3 separate regions of the Mus musculus genome follow, and regions 1 and 2 are each linked to region 3. Evidence: chromatin contacts called from public HiChIP or PLAC-seq data. All regions are on one chromosome and are shown on one strand. Each heading gives the region's core, a stretch centred on a gene start, on an enhancer-like site or on the middle of the called end of the contact. The rest is flanking DNA. Distances are from core to core; before and after follow the strand shown.

Region 1 (3,763 bases), core at 283-2,782, 120 kb after region 3:
AGCGCTGTGCTGGCATCTAACTTGGGTTGAATCCCTGGCACCAGTGTGCATTGGCTTACTTACTCATTGAGTCAAAACGTCTCTCTGAGCATCTAGAATTATAATTCCCAGCAGCCCACGTTCTTCCTGCCTTTAGCTAACTCTGTGCAGGGGGATGTGGCAAAGCGTTCCATCCCCTGACTCCAGCTTCCTTAAGGATTATTTCAAAGGCTGGGTAGCAATGAAGACTAATAAGTAGCATAGACTAGAAAGTCAGAATAGGAAGCCGTTGGTATCAAACCCAGCGTTACCTTCTGATACCGACTTTGGATACCTCCATTGTGAAGCAGAGGCCAAGCACCTGCCCTCATGGGCTGCTTCTCAGGCCTGAGTAAGGTAACGATCATGAACATAGTTGGTATGTTGCACACAGCTGTGGCAGAATTATGACAGTAATATAGGTTATTTATTATGGGTCACGGGTTTGTGCTTGCGAGCAAGGAGTTACCATTACTTTGAAAATATTTTTAGTTCTTCTACAGAGTGATGTTTACAGCTGCATCCAAAACACAGGAGCACAGGACTGTGTTTGTTCCACTTCTGGGCATGCCATTAGGCATCTTTTAGCGGCAGAGCAATTTAGCTGGGCTCAGAGTGCAGATGCCAAACTGCTGTGCCAACCCCACGGGCGGAACAGTTTCTCCTCACTTTCCAGACCACTGTCTGAATGAATTTCTTATTTGTCCTCAGTTTGCTGTGCTGGGATTTCCCCAGATAACCAACTGAAGTCAGAATGTGGCATTAGCATCTAGGTCATTTAAGGCATCTTGGAGGAAGTCTGCACAGAAAAATTTAAAAGAGCTTAAGATTTTAAGCTCCCATGATAATGGACAATGGCTCAGTGGGACTCTATTAAGGGACTAGGCTGAGGTAAAGTGGCTTCTTTGGGAATTCTCTGGCAGGTTGAGAGCATTCATTTCAAGGAGGAACAAGATGATATTTCCTGGGGGGAACTACTGCATAGCCATGAACAGTCTATGGAATCCTGAGGACCCCATCTCCACTTAATTCATACAGTGTTGAAAAAATTATTTTGGTTGAACCCTGCAGGAGTTCGAAAGCATTCCTCAAAGGCCCTGGAAGGTTACATAGCCCAGAGGGAGTTGAAAACTAAATTGAATTCTTTAGCTTTACAATTTCTTTCCCCGGCTGGAGCTTGCACCTTACATTATTTAACACACTTTGGAGTACTAGCCTCTTTCCTCCTCTTAAGTCCCAGATAAGCCATAACTAATACTTAAAGAATTATGGATTCATAGAATAGACAGCTTAAAATAAACATAAAGATGCTTGCAATTCTCATGGAAAATAACAACTGTCTATTCCAAGGACTAAAAATATGCCCCTAGACCAGAGTTCTAAATCTTTTCCAGGGGAAGCCAGGCTGCTAAGCAAGTTAATTATATTGTCCTATGCGTCAGAGAGAAGGTCACACGACGCTTTCAAATGCCTATTGCAGCTCTTTGCATTATAAAAATTGCACTCTCATCAGAGTAACAATCAAGCTATCCCTCTTTTGGTCACCACTTCCTTTCATGTGTTCAGAAACTGCAGCTCACATTCCATAGCCTGGTGAAATTAAAGAAGACAGAAAAGGAGGAGCAGATGGGTGTCCAGGCAACCTACTTCCCCCACAAGAAGGGCTAGGACTTTTCTAGTAGAAAGGTCTGGAGGTGTAACCAAAGATACACCTTGTCTAAACTCAGGTGCCATTTAAAAAGAACCACAGGTCCCAACCGTCACCAAACTCCAGGTTTGCAGAGTAGATGCACATAAATGGAGTCTGTTGTTGAAGAAGTGTCCCTGTCACTTGCTTATCTTTAATAATGAGAATCTCCCCTATTCCTTCTCCTTCAGCCTTCTTCCTCCACAGCTTCCTATGAATTTGCTCTTTGCTCTTTGATTGGCACACTTGGCTCTGCCTGCTCCTCTGACCCCGCCCCCTTCTTCTCTGATTTGCCTTCCCATCTGCCTGTAACCTACTCACATAAGTACTTCACCTTCTCTGATCATTTCACCTCTCTCTTCAATGATGAAAGGGGAAAAAATAGGCTGCAAGGAAGTTGCAGTTTGGATACCTGATTCTCCGTATTCTCCAGTGCCTCTTATTGTTATTGGGAACATCATTATTCTGTTTTTATTTTCATTTCCTACAGATGACAGTATGCTTTAAAATAGTCAAAAATAAAGATTATACTTTTAATAAATGACAAAATGTGGTCTGTATAAAGAAAAAGTCTGGCAGAAAGTGGCTTTAGAAAGAACCAAGAAGTTATGTGTCAGAGGTAGGTGGAATTCTGAGCTTCCACAAATGTCTGCTCCCCAGGGCTCTTCACTGAGGTGGGCAGCACAAATCAGGTCAGGGAAGATGCACCTACTGTTTCAGCACTTTGGGTAAGCATTGAACACTCCAGGGCTGGCCTTGTGGACTCTGGACTTCTGCCTTTCTGCCTAGGACATTTCTAGTGGCACTGGAGATTAATTTATGGATAGGTGTAGCCTCTTACATATCTTCACTATTGAACCAAATAATCAGAAATCCATTGAACTCAAGATTGTCTTGCATTTTGATTAGATGGTCAGGATTTTACCTTGCATTTTAATTAGATGGTCAGGGATTTACCGTAATGTAGGGTCCAACTAGCTCATGTTACAACAGACAAGTTTCAACCAATTACATTCACATAACAGATCAAAGCCTCAAGAAGGCAAATCTCACATCTTTTCTGTGTTCAAAATGAGGCAAACAGCTCCCTGCAGTCACTTAGATGAGGCTTCCACTTTCCTTCTGTTTCCATCCTGGAGAAGCTCCTGTTGGGCTCTCTGCCGCCGGGGGCTCTCTGCCGCCGGGGACTCTCGGGAGGTCTCATAATGAAAACCGCCCAGTTCCTCAATCCTTCCTTATAAATACACTGCTACATTTGATGGATTTCTTTTCTTTTCACAGGCCTTTCCCACTTTTGCCTTTTCTTGCTGGTCACGGACTTACCGATGATCTACTCTCAAGCACTACAGTATATGTTCGTGAGAAAACCCTGACCATTACCAGCCCCCTCCCCACAGTCTGGTCTACCTGCCCTGGTCATTAGCTTACTAGTGGCATCAGTGTTCTAGAATTCCCTTGCATGCTCTTGAATACCCTCTTTCCTCCCATTTGCATGATGATTGCACTCTGCATATATTCTCCCTGCAAGGTTCCCCGGACTTTGTCTCCTACTTTACTTGTTTTAAGGGATTGATTGTCTTAGTAATTATTCTTATAGAAAAGGACAGAGTTTAGTGGTTCTGTTTTTTAGTTCATCTTTCATTCTTCTGATAATTCCTGAAATTCTGAAATACAATTTTTATGATTCTCCATCCTACATGTTACTGTTTGCTGCTCACGGTTGCACAATATTGAAGAGTCCCATCACTGTAACCTACATGGCTTTCTAGCCTCATTCCCCTTCCTAGGCTACCTTATTCTCTCCACAGACCAATCTGCTTTGTTGATGGGATAGCTCCTCTAAAACCCTCTTCAACCCTTGAACCTGCTTTAAATTGCCAGCATTTATGCTTGGGATCAAACTATTTCCTTTATGTCAATATTAGTTACTTTTCTGTTCTTTAGTGAAACACCACAACCAAAAGCAATTTATGGAAGAGTTTACCGGGGTTTATAGTTACAGAGGGATAAGAGTCCGTCCTGGTAGTAGAAGAGTACGCAGCAGCAAGGGCAGGCATG
Region 2 (3,968 bases), core at 1,454-3,953, 75 kb after region 3:
TAGATAAGTATTTAGGTAGTCATGCTTATGCATATCTGTAAAAAGTTGTAAGTAAAAATATCAATTATTAACTATGTCTGGCTAATGAGATTACAAATTACTTAAAAATTCTTAACTTCTTAAATTTTTCTTTTATCGGCCACAGGAAATCGAGGGCTAGCAGGCCTTACTTGGATAGTAAAAATCTCTTAGTTTTTATGTGCGTATGTGTGTGCTTGCATGAGTTCATATATGCAAGCATGCAGGGATCTGGGGAAGTCATAAGAGGGCATCATAGTCCCTGGAACTGCAGTTGTAGACCACTGCATGGGTGCTGGCAACCAAATCCAGATGCCCTGCAAAAGCAGAAAGCACTCTTAACTGCTGAGCCATCTCTCCAGTCCTTTTAAGTTAAAACTTATTTATTACTTTGGCCTTGGATTAAAGGAGAAAACTTACTCAAAAAATCTACTTGTGTACTGACCCTTCATGGTCCAAACCCATCAAACTCCATGGGAGCCACTTAGAGACAGGCTTTCCCAGTCTGAGACTCCTCTATAGACCAGGTTGATCTCAAACTCAGAGATCCACTTGCCTCTGCCCTCTGACTGCTGCGATTAGAGTTATGCTTTAGCTAGCCTGGATGAAGCAAGAGATTCTTATTGCAACATAGGGGATAAAGATACAAGGATGTCGAACACAAATTGGGATCCAATGACTCACTTTTTACAATAACTCTTTTAGAGGTTTGGAAAACATTTTACATTTCTTTCTGGAGAGATGCAGACATTTCCTCCTGTGTTGAGGGGAGCCTTATAAATGAAGTCTTAGTAGCAAATGTGTCCACCATCCCAGAGTTCTGCAGACATGGCAGTTCACTGGTAAAGAATGAGGTGGGGTGGCGGGAGTGGGGAGTGGGTGAGGTGTGTGTGTATGGGGTTGGCCTCACTCTGCAGAGATGGCAATTATCTTTCCCCTGTGAGTGAGTCAGTCCACAAACTGGAGTTTCATTTTCCATGTCTGGATAACCTCTTAAAGTTGTCAACTCTTTAGAGTGTTAGAATTAAAACATTTAGTGTGGTTCCTAGCACATAGCAGGGGCCATCATACGATGAAAGTGATTTTTAGGAGGCATTTCTAAAGCCTCAATTGTTGTCAGGGCATAGAAATTAAATTGATGCTTATTTTTTGAGCACTTGCTAAATACAGGTACCATAAAAGCTCACATTTCTTATGAATTACTTTACTTTTTAATATTCTAAATGGATGTTACCAGGAGGCAGCATAGATTAATCAATTGAGGATCAAGAAAAATTATAAACAAGAAACTCAAAGTTGAAAAAAAAAAGTCTTGTATCTGTACTAGTAAACATAGTAGGGTTCTTGGGGAGAAATTGATTAGCTGTGATCTTTCTTGGTGGATAAAACGATGGGGGATGCTGAGACACAGCCACTTGGAAAGACCAAGGACCGTGACAGCAGACCTCCATTTAATCATTAGCCACTTCTGTTTCTTTTGAAGGCTCCAGCATCTGGCACCTTTTCAGGTTCTGACGTCTGGGTCTTTTGTAGTTCTGATCTTGCAAGAGACGGTTTATATTTAATAGTACACTTCAAAACAACGGAAAGAATCTTAAACAGTCTGTAGAACTGGCAACTTTGCTTTTTATGAGGAGATTTTTTCATTCTTTAAATATTTATCATGTATTTACGATACATTTTTTCCCCTTCTTTTTCTGATGCTCACTGTTTTCTGCAAACGTCTGAGTTAATGAAGATCTTTTCCCACTGCAAACAAGTGCAGAGGTAGTTGGGCTTGAGGCATGATTTGATCTGTAGAACAAACGATGCCACCAGGAAGCCTTTCTCCCACTCTCTAAGCTCCTTTCCTCCGTGTTAACACCATTCCAAGGCAAGCACTCCCACAGGGCTACGAGAGAAGAGGCTGAGCAACAGCTTTAGGCTTAAGCGACTTCCCGCTCAGCTGCTGCAACCGAAGTGAACTACTTTTTCTGATAGCGAAAGTCTGAGCTGGCTTCCATCAGTGCAGATTGGGGTGGGTAAGTATGCTCACCCCTCAAGGGGGAGGCTTCCTGCTCATCAGATTCCTCCAATGAGGCCAAATGCGACACTGGTCAAACTCAAAAGAGCCAAGCAAACTGCCACAATAGTGGAACTAAAGTTTATCACACAATTAGTTCAGTTAGTTTACTTGAGATAGCCGTAACACTTAAGATACTAAAGCTGTAAGAAGAAACTTTAGGCAAGTCGTATTTAAAAGTGTAATTGAGCGAGTGATGATTTGCTAATTGGCAGCCCTTCAAACCAACAGAGGTTCCCAGAAGTTCTATCCCAGAAAATGGGTACAACAGGAAATAGAAGTGAGGTGGAGGCTGCTGGCCTTTCCTGAGTAGTGTCTTGTGCTGTGCAGTTTCAAGGTCAAAGCCCTGCCTGATTGTTGCTGAGGGCAGGGCATTGTTCAAAGAGCCTCTTCTTTGGTCTATTTTGTGGGTTTAATAACGCAGTGCTCTTCCTAAATGCTACCTAGTGAACAAGGTTACAGCTTCAGCAGACTGTACTGAATATGCCGAAATTTTGTCACAGACACATACACAGCTTGATTGATTATAGCTCAGAATGTCTCTCATTCGAATGCAGCCAGCTGGCCACGCACAAGTGACGGAAGCTGGACTGCTACCATTAGCTGAGACAGCTGCTTGTTAAGGAGACTAACAAAGGGAAAGGAGAGAGCCGAGGGCAGGGGCTGTGAGGTGCAGCGACAGGGACAAGGACAGAGGTGTGGGGTGGGGGTGGTGAGAACAGTGGAGAAGAAGAAGAAATAAGAGCCGTCTAATGATAGTCATAAGATGCTACAATGAAATCTATTTCTGCGCATGCTAATGCAGCAACTTAATAAAATATAAACTTAAAATGATACATAGTATCTGTTAACTTTTCAGTGTATGTTGAGGTCTCCTCAGGGCAGTTTGCGGGTTAGTTTATCAGTGCACACCGAGGCATCTTTCTCTTCCTTTCCCATGTCATCACCTGGCATGTCTTCGATTATTAATTGTGTGAAGAGGTCAGCTCAGGAACTTTAGAAAATTCCACAGGACCTCTCCCCTCCTAGAAGAGAAAGGTCATAGGCACCCTTCCCCTCCGGAAGGGTGGGGCTAATTACATTCCTCAGAGCACCTGAAGGAGAGACAAACCATCTGCGGGTAGGGGAGGCCCAGAGCTTGTAGCCACCTACCTCATTCCCTAAAGACCAATCAGTTTAAAAGTCACACTGTTCTGCCAATCACATTGTGCCTAATGGCTGCTGCCTGGAGAACTGTATAAAGGCTCACCGAATGGGCTGCGCGTGGTTGTTCTCTCTCCGTACGCAGGGTGACCCCAACATGTTGGAACAATAAATTCCTCTTGCTTTTTGCATCGATTCCTGGCTCTGAGTCCTTCATTAGGGAGTCCCCAGTAAACTAAGGCTTGCCAGAGTCTTACACTACCTCCTAACTGAACCGCTCTCAACATTAGAGCCAAAAGTCACCTTTGTGGTTGATTCTCTCTCTCTCTCTCTCTCTCTCTCTCTCTCTCTCTTGCTCTCTCTCTCTCTCACCCTTACTATCTCTTATTTCATTGGAAATTAAGTATCTTTTCTCTCTGATATGCATGTCATAGACACACAGACATACAAGTAATCAATGAAAAAACAAAGTCAAAAATCAACATTTAATTCTCTCTATCTCTGTCTTTCTCTGTCTCTGTCTCTATCAGTGTGTCTCTCCATCTCTCTCTCATTGTGTGTGTGTGTGCATATGTGTATGTGTGTGTGTACATGCTCTTGTGAAAGAGAGATGGTTCTCAGAAATTCTTGGCATTTTTCCAGTATATTTTTTACATATAACAGCAATATTTCCATATCAGCTGACTTACTGACAAAATAAGAAATTAGTGAGTCAACATGTGCTCAGGCCAATGGGACCCTTTCA
Region 3 (3,803 bases), core at 725-3,224:
GGCCATTATACCAAACCTAGAGCAGGACTTACTCACCTCCAGGCTAGAAAACAAACAACATAATAGCTTATTGATCTCTGGTGTAGACCCAAACCCACAGGTCATCAGCCAAGCAGGGATGGCACTAACGGTGAACAGTCAGGTCCCACACAAACACATCACTGACAGTTACTACATCAAATGTGGATAAGCCCATCACCTGATCAGAACAAAATAACACACCACGTGTGAACTACACTGAAAATATTACTATTTCTTAGCCATCATGAAATGCCAATTTACATTCATTATATTTTTCATATAATGAGAATTCTCAAGGTTTGAAAGTTACCATCATATTTAATTCCACAGATAAATACTTTCGAGATAGGGTTTCTCTGTATAGCCCTGGCTGGCTGTCCCAGAACTCACTCTGTAGACCAGGCTGGCCTCGAACTCAGAAATCCGCCTGCCTCTGCCTCTGCCTCCCAAGTGCTGGGATTAAAGACAAATACTTTCAAAAGAGGTGCTACCATATGCTGGGGAATTATATGCTACAGAAACCACCGCCACTATACTACTGAATTAGTATTTGTGGCAAATGAAGTGGACTTTTTATAAGTAAAAATACCCGCCCCCCCCCCCGTAGCTTCTGTTTGTTTTTCTGGAGAAATCAAACCATTACTCCAAAATGGAAATGTTAATTGTGTTCTCTGCAATATCCATTCAAGGAGTTAACTCATGAGAACTAAGAATGGTGAAGTCAGAGCCCAAGCTGAGGTCTCAGTGGTGAGCAGTCCTCTTAATTTCCTTTAGTTCTAGTTCATACAAAGCACGGTCGTGACACACAATCAGACTGCAATCCGTAAAGTAGTGTCCCTAACCAGATCGCAGACCGGAATGAGGCAAGAGTCACAACAGCATCAGAGGGCACAGATGAAATGATAAGTGAACTGGGAGTCAAGGCAGACTTGTACGTCCCAATAGAGAAAGACTGAGGTGGGGCTGGAAACTATTTTCTGGCCTTCTCTCCAGTGCAGCTACTGGGGAACGAGATCCTACACGCCCGAGACCCACAGAGCCCCAGGCGCAGAGGTGGAGGGGTGGGAAGGAAGCAATCGGGGTGCTTTTGGAGGGAATGGGGACTAAGAGAGATGGGCACGACAGCAATTTCACTGAGAAGAGAACTTCCTGCCTCGGGAAGGATCTGGGACAGGACCGTCCCGGAGGCGACCTCCCCTTCGTAGTCTCACGGTCACATCTTTGTGCGCGAGGACTGTACAGCCGGCAGCGAGCGCTAGAGGAGCGAGCCGCCGGGGGCCTCGCGCCGGGCTGGGGAGTTTTCCCGCACGCCGTCGCTCCGCAGGGACCCCTGGCTCGGACCGGCCCGCCTCCATCGCTCCGAAGGATCGGCGGCGGCCAGAGGACCCCAGCATCCCCGCGGGCAGACAACCCTCCCCGCACCATCCCGCGTGGGTCTTTGTCCCGTCGGCAACCCAGGTCTCCCCGGGTCGCCCAAGCACAGCCCGTCCTGGAGGCCCGGGGGGCCCCCGGGGTCGCCCCAGCTTTGTTCGGTCAGAGGGGCGCAGGGAGGTGGACACTTACCGTACACCCCAGCGAGGAAAAGCAAGAGCCACGCCGACCCCCGCCGCTGAGACTCTTTTGTGCTCCAGCGACGGGCCATACCCACGGCAGATGGAGGGAGCGAGGAGATGGAGGAGGAGGAGCTGGGGCCAGACGCCGCCGCCGCCGAGCCCCTGGCTGCTCCCTGCGCGCTCCGCGGCGGCGGAGGGGGAGGGGCGGGGCCGCCCGCGCGCGCTCCCTCCCGCCGGCCCTGCGTCGGTCGCGCGAGCCCCTAGCGGGCCGGCCTTCCCGGGGGCAGGGACGCGCAGCGCGCGCGCCAGCCGCAGGCGACAGGGCCGGCAACTGCGGGGCTCCGGCCTCGCGCCGCACAACCAGCCGGCGCCGCCACCCGCCAGACTGAGCGCGAGCCGGCACCGGCGCTCATCCGTGCACTCGGCAATCCCCTGGCCCGCCTGTCTTGGTTCCCGCCCCGCGCTTCCCTGGACTCGGCCGAGCTCGGGCGGATTTCGCCGCGCCTGGAGCCGGAGTAGCGAGGCAGTGCCAATCGATGTGCGAGCACGCGAACGCCGGCCGCTGGGTTCCAGGGGCTCGAGGGCTGGAGTGGGGAGTAAGGAGGGGGGAGCGGGACGGCGGGGATGTGCTCTGACCGAGCTCCGCCGCAGTCCCCGGCCTTGGTGTTGTGCCCTCCCCGGAGATCCTCTAGGCTGATGAGCTACGCGTGGAGGGAAGAGGGGTGGGAACTTAGAAGTCCGTTGCTAAGACCCCCGACCTTGCCGGCTCCGCTTGAATTTGGCTCTGAAAGAGTGAATGGGTCGTAGGTCCCTGTGGATAACCTGATGTAGAATCTCAGCCAAAGGATCTGGGGATACATCCGGCCGGGCTACAGGGTCTGTGCTTCTAATCTGGCAGGGAAGACGCAGGAGACCCTTTTGACACTCGGGTGGGGTGGAGTGGACCTGGGACGTGGAAAGAGGGATATCCCTGACCCCCCCCCGCCCCCCCCCGCCCTAAGCCTCTTCTCAGCTCCTAACAAGTATGACACTTCTTTCCCTTAAGTACCCATAGAGCTTCTGTCTGTAGTGACACACTGGCACTTCCACCTTTTTAAAGTGTCGTCTGCACTGTTTTGCCTGCTGTCCTTGCCATTTACAGGCACTGTCCACTATTCGCTGAAGATCAGCAGTGCCCTATGCTGTACTGTTGACACAGGCTATCTTTGTTTCCCGACAATCTTGTGAGATGAATATTATCCACGTTTTAGATAAGCTAATGAGACTCAAAGAGGTTAAATTATCCCAAAGGAGTTATCAAGTAAATCTACGGACTTTGTTTCCCCCATCCCAAAGTCAAGCACTTTCACACTAGCAGGAAACTCAAGCAAAATGCTTAGTACCCATCAGTTACATTAAATTTTAGTATATGCCTGGGGAGGTACATTAGAGTTTTCCTGTATCTCTTGCTTATTTGACCCTTTAGTGACCCCCTGAAATTATATGTCAGAAGAGAAAAGTTAATGCTTAAGAAATCTTTTACAAGATGGCAATAAACAAAAGTCCTGAACCGGGATTTTTTTTTTCTATTCTTTTTTGAGAACACAGCAATTTTGTTGTTCCTGATTCTGCAATCAGCAGATATGATTCCTTGTTTTATGACACTACACTCTGATCGCTGTTTTTGTTTGTTTGTTTGTTTTGTTTTTTGTTTTTTCCCAGAGCTTTTTCTGTTCATTGAATTTGTGTCAGGCCACAAACACAATGAAAAAGTAGACTGTACTGCATTCGTCTCCCACCCCATCACTTTCAGTACCATTCAAGGAACTCTGTCCCAAGAGGAGACACATGGTGCCCCCCACCCCCAGGACCCTTTCGCCTGCACTCCTCCACAAACACTTGTTCATCTACTGAGTGGCCTCTTCGACTGTCAAATAATCAATCTTTTGTTTTCTAAGCCCCTTTAGCCTTCTTAAATTTTAATGAGGACTCTGGAGAACTTCTACTTAGAAATTAAAATGGAAGCTTTAACTATTTTTAGTTCTTTTCAAATAAAACATAAGAATCCATGTTACCATCTCTAAAGCAAATAGGAAAGTGGTGTAGTTTCTCTCTTTGCAGACCTTCCTTGTGTCTGTCTGGCTGAAAACATCTGGATTCCCATATCTGTTTCCGAAGCCAATCTGTTACAGTATGTTGTTTTGGTTGAAGTATATTAAGAAATTTAGACCAAAAAACAAACAAACAAAA

Evidence for each region. HiChIP or PLAC-seq counts read pairs in DNA pulled down with a chosen protein or histone mark.
Region 1: an H3K4me3 HiChIP or PLAC-seq map of bone marrow-derived macrophages shows a contact between it and region 3, with 4 times the contacts expected there. The contact joins the enhancer-like site here to the promoter of Lrp12 in region 3. A contact is called at or near these places in 1 of 39 promoter capture datasets (liver), 1 of 15 datasets of contacts at CTCF or cohesin (the NIH/3T3 cell line), 3 of 484 Hi-C or Micro-C datasets (cortical neurons and nephron progenitors), 8 of 115 datasets of contacts at active chromatin or transcription factors (the 230-238 cell line, the SCID.adh cell line, bone marrow-derived macrophages and 2 more) and 1 of 9 other capture datasets (adipose tissue).
Region 2: an H3K27ac HiChIP or PLAC-seq map of embryonic stem cells shows a contact between it and region 3, with 9 read pairs. The contact joins the enhancer-like site here to the promoter of Lrp12 in region 3. A contact is called at or near these places in 1 of 15 datasets of contacts at CTCF or cohesin (CD8 T cells), 12 of 484 Hi-C or Micro-C datasets (ECoMG-derived neutrophils, the HL-1 cell line, the P5424 cell line and 7 more), 9 of 115 datasets of contacts at active chromatin or transcription factors (the 230-238 cell line, bone marrow-derived dendritic cells, bone marrow-derived macrophages and 2 more) and 1 of 9 other capture datasets (adipose tissue).

What each region holds. Positions count from the first base shown.
Region 1 is chr15:40,066,264-40,070,026 of GRCm38.p6, forward strand. All of the region lies in intron 2 of Gm33251 (predicted gene, 33251), which reads left to right. Among named protein-coding and RNA genes, the nearest start is that of Gm33251, 23 kb to the left of the region's middle. Within about 2 kb of position 1,533, at least 14 of the 459 cell types and tissues checked have an H3K27ac peak or open chromatin away from gene starts, as enhancers often do. A contact at or near this core is called in bone marrow-derived macrophages, where this site is marked.
Region 2 is chr15:40,016,273-40,020,240 of GRCm38.p6, forward strand. No RefSeq gene overlaps it. Among named protein-coding and RNA genes, the nearest start is that of Gm33251, 27 kb to the right of the region's middle. Within about 2 kb of position 2,704, at least 36 of the 459 cell types and tissues checked have an H3K27ac peak or open chromatin away from gene starts, as enhancers often do. A contact at or near this core is called in embryonic stem cells, where this site is marked.
Region 3 is chr15:39,942,020-39,945,822 of GRCm38.p6, forward strand. Lrp12 (low density lipoprotein-related protein 12) reads right to left here and starts at 1,975. Exons shown (of 7, transcript NM_172814.4): 1 at 1,585-1,975. The coding sequence starts at 1,663.